3 separate regions of the Hordeum vulgare genome follow, and all the other regions are linked to region 1. The links are chromatin contacts, called in public Hi-C maps. All regions are on one chromosome and are shown on one strand. The core of a region is the stretch at or near the end of the contact, and the rest is flanking DNA. Distances in the headings are between cores, read along the strand shown. Region 1 holds the start of LOC123407244 (hydroxymethylglutaryl-CoA synthase). Region 2 holds the start of LOC123411800 (traB domain-containing protein). Region 3 holds the start of LOC123412168 (probable protein NAP1).

Evidence for each region. Hi-C and Micro-C count contacts between places; a contact is called where the count stands out from the background.
Region 2: a Hi-C map of seedling shows a contact between it and region 1, with 5 times the contacts expected there. The contact joins the promoter of LOC123411800 here to the promoter of LOC123407244 in region 1. A contact is called at or near these places in 3 of 6 Hi-C or Micro-C datasets (leaf and seedling) and 1 of 1 datasets of contacts at active chromatin or transcription factors (embryo).
Region 3: a contact with region 1 is called in a Hi-C map of leaf, with 5 times the contacts expected there. The contact joins the promoter of LOC123412168 here to the promoter of LOC123407244 in region 1. A contact is called at or near these places in 3 of 6 Hi-C or Micro-C datasets (leaf and seedling) and 1 of 1 datasets of contacts at active chromatin or transcription factors (embryo).

What each region holds. Positions count from the first base shown.
Region 1 is chr7H:225,845,296-225,848,337 of MorexV3_pseudomolecules_assembly, reverse strand. It overlaps LOC123407244 (hydroxymethylglutaryl-CoA synthase), which reads right to left and starts at 1,580. Exons shown (of 11, transcript XM_045100335.1): 1 at 1,371-1,580; 2 at 727-833; 3 at 430-562; 4 at 142-285; 5 at 1-37. The coding sequence starts at 1,436.
Region 2 is chr7H:226,796,614-226,799,655 of MorexV3_pseudomolecules_assembly, reverse strand. It overlaps LOC123411800 (traB domain-containing protein), which reads right to left and starts at 1,648. Exons shown (of 7, transcript XM_045104762.1): 1 at 1,255-1,648; 2 at 1,047-1,162; 3 at 872-960; 4 at 689-763; 5 at 410-502; 6 at 183-278; 7 at 1-50. The coding sequence starts at 1,598.
Region 3 is chr7H:225,266,140-225,269,181 of MorexV3_pseudomolecules_assembly, reverse strand. LOC123412168 (probable protein NAP1) reads left to right here and starts at 1,634. Exons shown (of 24, transcript XM_045105108.1): 1 at 1,634-1,796; 2 at 1,874-2,324; 3 at 2,446-2,520. The coding sequence starts at 1,956.

The DNA of each region.
Region 1 (3,042 bases), core at 331-2,830:
CTCCACCCGTAGGCCGAGCTGGTCCCTCTGCATAAACCTGAACATAATATGGGACATAAAATGAGTGCTGCACAGAGAAAAAAGGGAGAGAAACTGAATCGACTTGGTGCAGAAATTAGATGTTGATATCGGGTGACTAACCGCGCTATCTGTGCAGACCACAAGGCCGTAGCGTCCATCCCAGCATCGACTTTCGACCCAATTCACACAGTTCAACAGGGCAGCTGTCCCACCATAACATGCGTTACTCGAGTCAACTCCCTCAATGTCAGTATTACCACTTTCCTGTATTTGTGACAAATGTCAACAATTGCAACATTGAGTGAGACTGAAACTGAACTAACAAACAACTAAATGAAGTGGAAACTGCGAGTTCACCAAGATTCAGGTTAGAGGGAATATATGTTGGATCCTAATTCCATGATTTACCTCAAAAATTTGCATCAGCCACGTTTTGATGGATTTACTTTTGTCTATCACTGTCTCGCTACCGACCTCCAGGCGGCCAATTAGCTTTGGATCTATGTGGTACTTTTCCAGCAGGGATTTGACAACTGTCAAACTGAAATAACTTTCCAACTTGAGCATTCACGTACCGAATAGAGTATTGCACTAAATATATAAGTATTTGATATAATTGATTAGTAAATTCTACTCATCAAGAAGTTCAATCCCAGCAAAAGAAGGTAGGACAAGGGAGTAATTTTCCGGTGTGACAAAATATACCTCATCGAGATGACATCTTCTACCTCGCTGCAGAAGGCCATGCAGTCTTGCCCAAGACCAATTGTGTACTTCCCCTTGCTGGCCCCGTCATGAACCTCCAGCGCTTCCTGCAACCAGTACTTCAACGCATCAGCATTCAACTCTTACTCCAGCAGCATTGAACCGACACAGCAAATTATCCATGTATTAATTGGGCACAGCCGCTCCAAAGCCACATCAGATCACCATATGCTCGCTCTGTGGGAGACGAAATACAGCACCAGGCATATGCAGCATCTGACAGCCGGTATATCAGAGTGAAACTAATAATAATTCAAATATTCCTTGAGTAAACAAATCACTTCACCACCCGTGATCCACAAATCCGCACGGAGATGGCACCTCCGAACCAAGGTTTCATTTTCCGGAAACAATTTCATCGTGGCGATCTCAACTAGTAGTCTAGTACTCCGTAAACCCGAAATCCCGCACGCCTGGCTAAAACCCCCGCGGCAATTCCCCGCCCAAAATACCAAATCGTCCGTGATCTCGACGCGGAGATGCTCGGAGCCACAGATCAGCCACGTTCGCAGCACGCAGCGTGGCACGACGGCGACAAATCGAGCGGGGGCGGCGGGAACAGCAGCTCTGGTGGAGAAGTTCACCTGCTGGACGCAGGTGGGAGGGAAGTACATGTCCATGGCGAGGATCCCGACATCCTTGCAGTCCATCTCGCGATCCCTCCTCCCGCTCTGTGCTTCCGCGGGCGCTCCCAGTGGCTGGGCTGGCTCGCAGGAGGAGGAGGAGGAGGAGGAGGCGTGTGTGACGTGAGAGAGTTCGTGTGACTTTGGCAGCGCCGGGGACGCGGAGCACGTCGGGGATAATATACGAGATTCCCAGATTCGTTGTCTGCATCCCTGAACCGGTCCTGCCGATTTGTGGGCTGCTGCGACGGCCTGCTTGGGCCAGCTGGCCTGGACCATATAGGCACGACAGTATTTACCTCTCAAAAAACAAAAAGGCTCGGCAGTATTTTAAAGGGAAACGATTCGCTCGCGAGCGTCGTTGGATCCCATCATATCTGGCGGTCCTCGTTTCTTCCTCCGTCACGCACACGTCCTTCCCCTTCTTCCCCACTTTCTTTCCCCCTGCAACCGTTATCATGCCACATCGTTGGTGGTCGGCTTGCCACCCCTCTTCTCGTCTCCTTCAGCGAGTGTACACCTCCTCTCTCCTCTCTCCCTACCGAAGCTCGGGGACTGCTTGCTCAAACCGTTCACTCGTGAAGCTGTGACCCGCTGCGGCATATGCTGGAATCATACTACACGCGAACTAAGTGATACTTCTATGCTAAAGACATGGTCCCGTCGACCGACGATGTGCTGTAACCGGCGACCCATGATGCTACCACCGACATGCCGAATTGCTATAACCACGCATATGAAAAGCTGCAAGCGTGCCATGGCGGAATGCTGCAACCGTTGACATAAAATGCTACAACCGTTGATGAAAAAAGTTGCAACCAGACATATAAGAAGCTGCAAGCGGTCATTGTCATGACAGAATGTTGCAACCGTTGACATAAAATGCTACAACCGTTGATGAAAAAAGCTACAACGAAGGACCGACAAGGTTGCAGCAAAAATCACAACGTCACCGTTGCCACCAAAAACTTCGTCGTGGCCGTTGCAGCAAATCATGTCACCGGATGTAGCTTTTTTCATTGTCGGTTGTAGCAAAAATCGCAAAGCCATGTGCGATGTAGCAAAATGCAACACTAGTTGCAGCAAATAGCGATGCCGGTTGTAGCAAATTGTGATGCCGGTTGAAGCATGTAGCAAAAATCGATGTTAGTTCCAGCATCCTATATCGTGGGTGTGCCTCGCCGTCGCAGTTATGCAGCTCGTCCGTCGAAGCTAGGAAAAGAGGTGGCTGTGCGCGCGGGACCGGGTTAATGGCATCCTCGTCGGGGATGGGCACCGTTCGCCGGGGCCGATGGTCGTTGCCGCTCGCCGGGGCTGCGCACAATCATAGCTCGCCGTGGTCGCTCGTCTGCTGCAAGTTGCAAGGGTCGTAGACGCGCGATGCTGTGAGCGACGGCAGCGGCAAGCGCGGAGTCCACCATTGACGGAAGTTGGCTAGCTGCGGCCGCCTCATATCTCGTCGTTGACTTCTTCTATGCATGCGCGGTGTGGGGTTGTTTATTTTTTACCAAACGGGCAACGCAGATCCAATGGTTACAACAACTCCAATTAAATGATGCAGGATGGACCGGCCTAAGCTGGAGCGCCGGTGCGCCGGCGCCCAGTACTGCCCTTTTAAAACCTTTTCTGCAGC
Region 2 (3,042 bases), core at 399-2,898, 950 kb before region 1:
GTCTTGCTCTTGTTCACGGCCTTGCTCCTCTTTAGGGACCAAGCCAGGAACTGAGAAGCAACACATGCAAAAATAATAATATATACGTTCATGCTTCAGAGGCAAATATTGGTTTGTTTTCAGATGAAGTACGGAGTAAGTTGGAATTTTCAGATGAAAGTTGCGGAGAAGCGCCATCGTACCATGTCGCGCTCATGTATGAGAGGCTGGAGCAGTGAAGGATATGAGCTGCTAAGCTTCTCGTACAACTCGTATGGGCTAACCGCAGCTTTCTCATCCTGCTGCTGATAGTTAGCAGTCAGACATGCATGTCAGTAAGACTAAGACAGTAATAACTGCAAACGCTGGTACTTTGGCAAATTGATTAACAAGAAGATTGGAAACAGGAGCACGAGTAGGTAGCACTTACCGGCATATCGGTTGTTGAAGTGATTCCACGGAATAATGAGATTATGAGTTTCGTCTTTTCATCCCAGCTGAGGGATTTCAAAGCTCGTTCAAGCTACAAGAACAAAATGTGACACCATCAGTGACACACATATAACTAGCATATGATCAGCTTGCTTTTGCGGATGTGCGCTGTTGTGAACACACTCTTCTCCTTATTCAATGAAAATGGAAGTCTTTTGCCTCGTTTCAAAAAAAAAAAAAAAATGATCAGCTTGCTTAATTGCAGATGTCCACATACAGTTATTTCAATGGGGCGATCCCCAAGAACGAGCTGAGCACCAATATCTTCAGACACCCTCCTAGCTGCTCGGAACTGCAGGAGCATTACATATTTACATTAGTAACAAAACAATTTGAGGTGCTGACTCGTTCCATAACAAATTAACATTATGTGAAATATTGACATGGCCAAACAGAGTACCTCCTCCCCAAACGGCCTGTTCGCGCCAGAAGAAATCTTGGACGAAAACACAGCTAGGAGCAAACGCAGAGCAAGAGCACTCTGTCCACCTGCACCGTCCCGAAAAGATGGCAATGAAATCAACAGCGTTCCATTTGTTCGACGAATCTCAGGTAGTACATACAGTACTACATACCCAGGTTGATGCTCCGGTTGACGGCTCCGAAGAACTTGGTGCCACCGAGCGAGAACATGTTGGATTTCAACAGCGGCTCGCCGGAGGCGGCGTCGGAAGCGTACATGATCCCGGCTCTGTAGTAAGGGCACTGCAAAGGCACCGCTCAGATTTCCAAGAGAGAAACGGTGATGATATGTGATCGGTCGATCGGGATGCTGGATCATGCCTGCTCCGGCAGAGTTCGACGACGACGTTGTCGGGGCGGATGGCGCGGAGCACGCGCTCGACCTCATCGGCGGACTCCGCGGAGAGGTGCGAGGTCCCGAGGATCCACACCTCGTCGGGCTCAGCGAAGTCCGGCGGCCGCCACGCCGGCACCGGCCCGAACCGCCGCCGCGGGATGCGCACCAGTGCGCCGGACTCGACCAACTCAGCCAGCGCGGGGTTCGAAGCGGCTGTGGTGGCACGCGTGTCGGCGAGTGACGCGGACCGGTAGTCGAAGCACGGCGGCGGAGGCGGCAGGGGCGGCCGGAAGGACGCGGCGGTGGATGGCGTGGGGCCCGCTGCCATTTCTTCTTCTGGTTTGTGGTGCCCCCGCAGACGGATGGCGTAGATGGGCTCGGTGCCACTAGCCTAGTCGCGTTACGCCGATCTCGGATTTTCCGCAAGATTTTTGTGACACATTGCGCCGTGCACTGGGCTAATTGCAGAAAACAATAAGAGGCGCATTAAGCGCCGAATAGGATCTGGCCCAAACCTCTCCTATCAAATTTACGATTTTTTTTCACTCTACGAAACTTCTTCTAAAATTTCAAATTTTTTTAATAATTGTGAACTTTTTTTGACAATGTGAACTACTTTCAATTTTTATGAAAAAAAATTAGATTCATGTTTTTTTAAGTCAATAGTCAGCTGGTCAATCCGTCAGTGATCAACCGGCCATAGTCGACCGTGAAAACCGAGCAAGGGGGAGTGAGCAACGCTCATTTTGCTTGCTGATCCGGCCGACAAAAATAGCGTGTGAGCGTCGCTCGGCTTACATGCCGCAAAAGGCGTTGTATAGACGTCACAAGGTTTGGTAGATTGTATCCCTAATTTGGCTAAGTTGAGTGTGTGATGCGAAGCATCTTACGGTCATCCTCATGTACACTCCCACTACTTCCCAAACCCAAGTGTCATTGAACATAAAGTGAACCCGTTTCTAAATCCCTCTCATTTCAATTCACTCGAGACATGGACGCTACCTCAAGCGAAAACACTATGAATGCTTAGGTACCATGAAGGTGACCTGTGAGACACTCGGAGTGATGGCCAAGACCCACGAAGAGGGACGATGAAGATCATCAAATGGAGGCCCGCGAAGCCTACAGCGGCCGGACATCCGGCCCATGGCCCGGACATTCGGCGAGTGAATGTGACGTCCTCGGTTTGATCGTACGCTAACCAAACACGCAAATGCGTACAACCAAGCTCAAGGACTCACGAAAAGATATCATAACACAACTCTTAGACACATATAAAACATACAAGCTTCCTATTACAAGCCAGGGGTCTCGAGGGCTAGAATATAGAAGCTCGATAAACACACGAGTCAGCGGAAGCAACAAATATCTGAGTACAAACATTAAACATGAGGTGCCTTAGAGAAGGCTAGCACAAAAGATACAACGATAGAACGAGGCGAAGGCCTCCTGCTTGGGAGCCTCCTAACTACTCTTGGTCTTCAGCGGCCTCTACGTAGTAGTAGGCACCGTCGGGGTAGCGGTCGTCATCGACAGGATACTCCATCTCCTAGGCTCCATTATTTGGTCGCAGCCACGGATCAAGGGGGAAAGGGGAGCAAAGCAACGGTGAGTACTCATCCAAAGTACTCGCACGACAAACATAAGAACTATGCTAAGTATGCATCAGTATCAAGGAAAGGGGGTTATATGCATGAGCAATGCGACAATAGAGAGAGAAGGCCTAGTCCTAACAAAGACTAGCATCTTCAACGGTCTTGCAGCAATAGACG
Region 3 (3,042 bases), core at 385-2,884, 580 kb after region 1:
GTAGGTCCGTGATCACGCCGAATTCCTCGAGGGTCACCGTCATCTCACCACATGGGAGATGGAAAAGCGTGCGTCTAGGGCGGCCACCAGTCCACCAAAGCTGTGAGAGCTGAGTGGACGAGTGTCGACGACACATGCTTGAATTGCAGCACGAAATCCAACAATCAGGCTCTCTCGGAGTACAAAGTATAGCGCTTGTCGTACTACATCTGAAGGGCCTTCGTGTGACCCCTCATCCGCCATGCGGGAGCATCTGTCAAAATATAGACGCAAAATAATTAGTAATTTATTTTAACAAATCCAATGTTTTTGTTCAAAAAATTGATCATAGTTATTACCACTCCATTCTCGATGGGGCGTGATGACCCTTATCGAATCCAGGGTCAAGCAATGTTTACTTAGTGCCGATGTTTTCCGCAAGGTGGGGCCTCCTAAAACAATTGCAAATGAATCATGTCATATTCAATGAACATGCATCATATCATATTCAACGGACATGCATCATATCATTTTCATCAATTATCACATACAACCTACATTCATATCATATTCATCCAATAAATATGATCAATGCAAATGAATCATATTCAACCAACATCATTCATTTATTTAACATTTGTAAATTTGTACAAAAATATATATTTAACATTTGTTAATAAAATTGAAATATGCATATGCATAATTTACCAAAATCCATCATATTCAACATTGTACTATATGCATATGATCCATTTGACAATATCCATCATATTTATCCAACTAGTTAGAATCCCTCCAACTAGTTAGAATTCCTCCAACATCCATCATATGACCATTCATTCATTTCTTTTTAACATGAACTAGGGTTCATCTTCAAACTAGATAGAATCCCTCCAACTAGTTACTAGGGTTCATATTCAACCACATATATCATATAGAATCAAACCAAACAAACCTAGGATCACCACCTTTTGACCTACTAGAGGAAATAGGGTTCATTCGTACCAAATAATGCATCAAATCGAAAGTTTTTTGATTAAAACGAAATGAAGGGATTGAAAGAGCTTATTTCTCCCATTTTGGAGCCATCTCGATCTACAAAAAAGATGAAAAACGAAGAGATCCGAAATGAGGAGTGGAGGGGTTGAGAGAGGAGGAAGAGGAACTTCCTCTATATTTTTGAGGCGCGGGGTTGAAGAAGATGGAGTGGGCGAACCGCCCCGTGCAGCTTATAACAATTCAGAGCCAACCGTCAGGGTCTCCGATGATAGGGTAAGACAGCCTATCACCGTGAAGCCCGACGGTAGAGTGGGGCGAAAAGCACGCATCGCTTTTGTTGCTGCTGACGCGGATGAGTTATCTATCATCATTGTCCTCAATGGTAGGCTATGCAACCATAGCGCCAACCGCCTAGGCAGTAGGAAAAAGGGTCAAATTCTTTTTTTTAACCAGGATCAGAATAAACCTTGGTCAAAGGGTCAAAACACCAAATTTTGCGAGTGAGGGTTTGGGGTTTGTGGACGGCGAGGTTAAAATTCAGTTGAGATCCAGGCCTTGTCACGCCCCCTGCCCGCTCACCAAACGCAGTTACGAACTTCGGGCCCACGGTCCTCCCAGTCATGCGTAGGAGTAAAGACGAAGCATAAAAAAAAGGTAAAAGAAGGGTAAGGTCGCTGTACTGCTCGTACTGCTCCCCCTCTTCAGGAGAAGCAGAGGAGAGCCATCCGAGAGCGACGGAGCTGCTTCTTCGCAATGGCGGCGAGATCTCCGCTCCACTGAGCAAGCCACCGGCCTCCTTACAGGCGTGCGTCTGCTAGGTGAGCTTGCTCGCTTGCTCTTCCAAGGAAATGCATAATTCGTGAGAAGGTTTTGGTAATCGGAGCCAGTTCGGCAGAAAGCTCGGTGCCGGCCGGTGAAGCGGAGGACAAAGGGCCAGTGGCAGGCGCGGCGGACCGGCAATTGCTCTCCATCAGGAGATGGCGCACGTTTCGTTCAAATCCAAGGAAGTGGACAGCGTGCCCCGGTGGTCGGAGTACCTGACCGCCGACGAGTCATCTCCCTCGGCGTCGGCAAGCTGGAGGACCATGGGCGTCGACGGGCCTCAAGCCTCCGCGAGTGGCCATAGGCACCTTCAGATGGAGCCAGTGGTTCAGCTCTCCAAGGTCGCGGAAGGGCTGCTGGCCAAGATGTACAGGCTCAACAGCATCCTGGACTATCCAGATCCAAACACGCACACCTTCTCAGAGGCATTTTGGAAAGCTGGTGTTATGCCGAATTTTCCCAAAATTTGCATCACCTTGTCCAAGAAATTTCCTGAGCATCCCAACAAGCTGCAGCTTGAAAAGGCAAGTGTCTCGACCATACGGATGTATCCTCTCAACCTTTGGGAACCCCTTTCATTCAAAAAATAAAATAAAATCCTCTCAACCTGGAATTTGCTTAATCTTATGGTACTATGCCTTTCAGGTAGACAAGTTTGCTCTTGATGCTTTGAATGAAAACGCGGAAGGTTACATGCAAAACCTAGAGCGATGGATCATGGTATGTGCCAACTACCGAGATTAACAATTAATTGTATCAGGCAGGATAAACAAGTTTTGTTCTGTTCTGTTGACTATCAATTAAGTGCTGCCATCTGGTAGGATAAATTTTGAATATATATGACCTAAGGCAGCCCCCGACTTGTAAAAATGGAATTACATTGACATAGGGCTTCATAATTGTATTCTGCACCCCTGTAATTGAGCATCCTCGTTGGGATTTGTAAAAATGGAATTACATTGACATAGGCCTATAGTTTCAACCTCCTTAAGTCATTATTTTCCAATGTATTGGTCAGAGATGAGACCAATGCTCCACTAGAGTATTTTTTGATACCATAATTATGTTGGTTGCCCCTAAATCCCGTTGACCTTCAATCAATACAAAAGAACAACAACGACAAAGCCTTTAGTCCCAAACAAGTTGGGGTAGGCTAGAGGTGAAACCCGTAAGATCTCGCGACCAACTCATGGTTCTGGCACATGGATAGCAAGCTTCCACGCACCCCTATCCATAGATAGT